Regions from separate parts of the Gossypium hirsutum genome. Here region 1 is linked to region 2. Evidence: chromatin contacts called from public Hi-C data. All regions are on one chromosome and are shown on one strand. The core of a region is the stretch at or near the end of the contact, and the rest is flanking DNA. Distances in the headings are between cores, read along the strand shown.

The links. A called contact is a pair of places that touch in the nucleus more often than the background predicts.
Region 1: a contact with region 2 is called in a Hi-C map of leaf, with 2.5 times the contacts expected there. The contact joins the enhancer-like site here to the promoter of LOC107892394 in region 2. A contact is called at or near these places in 6 of 34 Hi-C or Micro-C datasets (callus and leaf).

The regions. Positions count from the first base shown.
Region 1 is chrD09:4,440,684-4,443,459 of Gossypium_hirsutum_v2.1, forward strand. No RefSeq gene overlaps it. Among protein-coding and RNA genes, the nearest start is that of LOC107939242, 74 kb to the left of the region's middle. Within about 2 kb of position 1,403, at least 8 of the 9 cell types and tissues checked have an H3K27ac peak or open chromatin away from gene starts, as enhancers often do. A contact at or near this core is called in leaf, where this site is marked.
Region 2 is chrD09:4,281,846-4,284,596 of Gossypium_hirsutum_v2.1, forward strand. It overlaps LOC107892394 (DExH-box ATP-dependent RNA helicase DExH18, mitochondrial), which reads left to right and starts at 1,372. Exons shown (of 4, transcript XR_001682608.2): 1 at 1,372-2,751. It overlaps LOC107892392 (protease Do-like 8, chloroplastic), which reads left to right. Exons shown (of 13, transcript XM_016817470.2): 13 at 1-109.

The DNA of each region.
Region 1 (2,776 bases), core at 153-2,652, 160 kb after region 2:
ATCAATCATCTCTCTCTACATAAGTAGCCATTTGTAGAAGTACTTGCTAAAGATAATAAAATGGTTAGAGAGGTAGTTAGTGAAGGTTGAAAGGTTAGCTAGTTTGTTAAAGAAAGCAAGTGAGCTGTGCCTATAAAAACAAATGTATGACTTTGTATTGAAGCAAGTAAACAGTCTAAATTCATAAGAAAACATTTTGTTTCAGTAAAATTTCTCAAAGTTACCTTGATTTCTTCATGGTATCAGTCACTAGGGGTTCTTGATCATGGCTACAACAAACTCTGCTGCGTCGGACTCTGCTGAAGTGCATGGCTCGGTCTTTGCTACTGATCGTGTGGTGAATTCATTTCCTAGGCATGAAGTTGAAGCTTGATGAAGGAACGTTTCTTCAATGGAAACAACAGGTGCGTTTCGTTGTTAATGGCTATGATTTGTTTGGTTTTCTCGATGGATCTATTGCTGTGCCGTCCAAGTTTGTGCAAGCACCAGATGGTGCGCTTGTGGTCAATCTAGTGGCATCTGTGTTTCAGCAACAGGATAACATTCTCACTTCTTGGTTCCTATCCACCATCAGTTCATCAATTCTTTCTTTGTTCATAGATGTTCAATCGGTGTCGGATGTTTGGACTACGGCGTTGGCAATGTTCGAGGCTGATTCCGATCAGAGGCAGTCACGGTTGCGACATGAACTTCACTCTCTCAAGAAAGGGAACATGTCGATTCGTGACTATGTTGCGAAACTAAAAAGTGTGTGTGCTCTATTGGAGGCGTCTGGAACCTCCATCTCAATGGCGGAGAGGACGGCGGTGCTTCTTGGGGGGCTACCGTCCGAGTTTGAGGGTGTTGTATCGTCGGCTTCATTGTCTTCGACGCCATTGCCATTTCAGCGTCTGGTGGACGCCCTTATCGAGTGCGAAAATCGACATGGTCAACCAAGTCAAGAGGTTGTTTATGCTGCAAACCTGGTGGAAGACGTGTCCATGGACGGGTCATCGCGATGAGGACGATCAGGGGTGCGTGGCCGAGGTAGGATCTTTAGGCCGCGCCTTCAGTTCCAGATCTATTCACGATTTGGTCACGTGGCTCAGAAATGTTATTACCGATACCACCGTGATGACTTGTCTCTGGTGCAACCTCCGATGTAAAATCCAGTGCCGAACCACCGTGATTCAGATGAAAGTGGCTGGCCCCCTCAACCAAACACCAGACCTAAGTTTTCAAACATTGGTCAAAATTGCTATACGAATAGTCAAATTAATTGTGCTACTGGTCAAAATTGTTTTGGGGCTGGTCAAAATGCAGTTGGTTTTTGTCAAAATGTGTGTGCTGAAGCGGGGTTTAATGAGCAGCGTGGAGGCGCGAATGTTGGGCCACATGGATGGCGTGATGAATGGCGTGGTTTCAGGCCTCCCAATCCTAGGCCGCACACTGGTGGGCCAGCTGATGGTGCTAATGGCAGATTTGGACTGCCTTCTCATCTTGGGCCGAATGTTGGGCAGAATGTTCCTCCTCCATTTCCCACAAATCCATTTGTGAATAATGTGCAGCTCGATCCAGCTAACCCGACCGGTCATATTCTAGTCCCGTGGCATACCAAGCCGCGTGCGCGCGTGTTCTCAGCTTCAAATCCGTGTTTTGGGCTTCCTAAACTAGGAGATATACATGCGTCTGACTACTCGGATCTGTCAATATCTAGCTCTCATATTAATTCTGATAGACATAGAGTGAGTGAAGACGAGTTTGACTCACCGGTTCCTGGACCAGTTGGGACGTCATCCTGGTATCCTGATTCAGGAGCTAGCAATCATGTTTGTCGGGATCCGTCAGCTCTGCATAATGCCGCTCCTTATTCAGGTACGTCTTCTATTTTAATGGGTGATGGATCGCTCGCACTGATATCGTCCATTGGTCAAAGTGTTTTGCCGACACGGTCTAGGTTGCTTCGGCTATCTAATGTTTTATGTGTCCCAGCCATTCGGAAAAATCTGTTGTCAGTATCACAATTTGCAACTGATAATGGGGTGTTTTTTGAGTTTCACTCTACTTATTGTGTGATTAAGGATAGCGTGACACAGGAGGTTTTGCTGACGGGGCATATTCATAATAGGCTATACCGGTTTTCTATGCCAGATAGTGTCTCTTATATGTCTGCTGCTCAGGTAGAATGTTCCAATTCGACTGCCGACAGTGAGTTGTTTTCGTTATGGCACAAGCGCCTTGGACATCCGTCGTCAACTGTTGTTAAAAATATTTTACATAAGTGTCATATTTATATGAATAAAATTGGGACTAGCGATGTTTGTACTGCTTGTAAAAAGGGAAAGTTTCATAAGTTGCCTTTTTCAACTTCCAATACTAAATACACTGATCCCTTTTCGTTAGTTGTATCTGATGTATGGGGACCTGCTTCGGTTTCTTCTAGTAACAAGTGGTACTATGTGTCATTCATCGACATGAGTTCTCGATTTACTTTGGTATATCTAATTCGGCAAAAGTCTCAAGTTATGACCTGCTTCATGCAGTTTCAGAAACTTATTCACACTCAGTTTGGCAAGACCATCAAGCAGCTCCAGAGCTACTGGGGTGGTGAGTATCGAGTGTTGGCTTTGGTTTTGGCATCCCAAGGTATTGTTCATCGTGTTTCGTGTCCGCATACTTCTGAGCAAAATGGTGTCGTCGAGCGTAAACACCGTCACATTGTGGAAATGGGGCTTACACTTTTAGCTCAAGCGGGACTTTCGATGGAGTTCCGGGCATATACGTTTACATGCGCAGT
Region 2 (2,751 bases), core at 122-2,621:
CCCATGTTGAATCTTGAAACTATTACAGTTTGCCAATTTTCCATGTTTTATGAAGGATTATATACTTGTGAAAATATATAGCAAGAGGTACACACATATTACCAGTTCACGTCTTTCATTGTGTTTTCCATGTTTATGGTTAGCAATATTATTTTGAAATTAAACTAAACTGCCCATTAGCTATGCTAGATGATAACCTCAGACTTATTTAACTTCATGAAATCAAGCACATTGTGGTCTAGCTTGGAACTTCAAAATAATCTCAACAGAGATGTGTGGAGTAGTCTCATCTCACTAGGAACATGATAAGTTGGTTTGGAAATTTGCAAAACTCAGCCATTTACTCTCTCCATTCTTATACCACTAAAAATAGGCAATTAGTCAAGCATCCACCGGTAAAAAGTACCACAAAACCCTCTTACTATCCCAAATTTACCATGTACATTAGATGGGTGACAAAAATTGAATTGTGTTTATATATAATGTATAATAACAAATTTAGCCTTCAACCTTTACACATTTATTCAATTTGACTCTTACTTTTTTATTGAAAGTAAATTAGAAATTTTTGAAACTAATAACGCTAAAGGGTCAAAAAGGCCTTAGTAACAAAAAAAAAAAAGCTCTTTTAAAATTTAATAATTATAAAAACATAAACAGAATAAAAAAAGTTATAAAATTATAAAATTATAAAATTATAAAATTTTATTATAAAATAACAATACTGACCAATAAAAGAGTAGGTCATTTTAAAATTTTTTTTTATAACTACTAAATTTTAATGGGTCGATATTATTTTTTTAATAAAAATTTTATAAATTTAAAAATTTTATAACTTCTTTTATATATGATTTTTAATTATTATTAAAATTTAAAGGCCTTAATTGATTTTTTAAATTTGTTACTAATGACTTTTTGTCCCTTTAGCTTTATTAGTTTTAAGAATTTTTAATTTACTTCCAATAAAAGAGTAGGGGTTGAATTGAATAAATGTGTGAAAGTTGATGACTAAAATTATTATTATATCGTATATATAACGTATGAGTTGTTTTACTCACTTCAGGAACTAACTTACCTATTTTTCAATAAATAAATTAAAATGTAATCCAAAATATAGTATAAAAGTTTTGTGGTACTTTTACCGATTATATAAAAATATATTTATTAAGGACTCCTATATATGATTTCACTAATTTTGTATTATGTTCTTGGACGTATTTTTTATTTTAAGCAGTTATTATTGTGTTTTCGGATTGTACTATACTACTAGCTATAAAGATTTTATATTAAAAGATTTTATAGAGAATAATAATATTTATTATTTTTGAAAATAAATATGAAAAGGAAAAAAAAAAAAGAAAACATGCGGGCTTTCATTTGACTACCCAAAAAATTGGGCTAATGTAGAGGCAAGAACGCTCAGTAAACTTCGAGTCTGCGGACTCAAATCGGACCGAGTCCTAGTACCCGAGTTCCATACTTCCTCTGTAATTACGCCAATCTAAACCGACTCTGGGTTTAGGGTTTTGGTGTCTTAACTCTCTCCACTACTTTCCCTCCATTTCCTCTCTGTCTTTCTTATTATCTGTCTCTCAATCCTCTTGAGGTGAGTTCCATTGAAAATCCCCTTTTTTTGGCCCTAATCTCCATCACCAAATTTAACACCTTTAGCTTATTGCAATTTCAAAAGTTAATTGCTTTAAGCAGGAAAAAAAGGGAGAAATAAAATTGTTGGGTTTCTACTCTTTTATGCGGGTATTAAATGGGAAGAGGATTAGCAACGTTTCTGTTTAGAATCTATACTTCTAAGAAAAATGTTTCTAGAGTTAAGTTTATGTCATCCAATCGATATATTCATTCTTTTAGACAATTTGAAAACTGGGTTTCGGATACAGACCCTCCGCCTTTCCATGTGCCTCGAAGAGAGTTTTCGACTAGCTTGGTTGGTTTAGTTGGTAAATTTAGAAACTATGGAGATGCTAATGTGAGACCTTTTTCCTCTGTTATTAAAAATGGGGGTGATGATGGTGGGGAGGATAATGGAATGCATGATTCAGAAATGGAAAAAAATGAGCACGGTAAGCATATTTTGGATTTTGTGAAACTTGTTGATTTTGATGGTGAAAATGAGAATAAGGTTGAGGATGATGTTGATGATTTGAATGAGAATGGTATATATGGTTCAAAAGATGTTGAGTTGGAACATGGAGATGATAAAGAGAATAAGCGTATTGTGGATTTTATGAGAGTTAATGATTTTGATGGTGTCCATGAGAATTCAGATGAGGATGGTATTGACGGTTCTAAGGAGGATGGCATTGACGGTTCTAAGGAGGATGGAATTGATAGAACTGTGAATTGTAAGCAAGTCGGCTTTCGAAATCCGGTGGAATTGTATCAGGAACTTCGTAATAATGAAAAGCCTGCGAAGCTGTGCCGAGAAGATTGGGAGATCTTACAGCAAGTTTTCAGCTATTTCTGTAGATCAGGGTGGGCAGCCAATCAGTCACTTGCTATTTACATTGGCAGGTCATTTTTCCCTACTGCTGCTCATAAGTTCCGTAGCTTTTTCTTTAAGAACTGTTCTGCTGATGTTACTGAATATTTGGTATCACTTGGTCCATCTAATGCTGCTGTTAAGTTTCTTTTCCCTATATTTGTGGAGTTCTGTATTGAAGAGTTTCCTGATGAGATCAAGCAGTTTCGAAGTATGATTCAATCAGCAGATCTTACAGCGCCGCATACATGGTT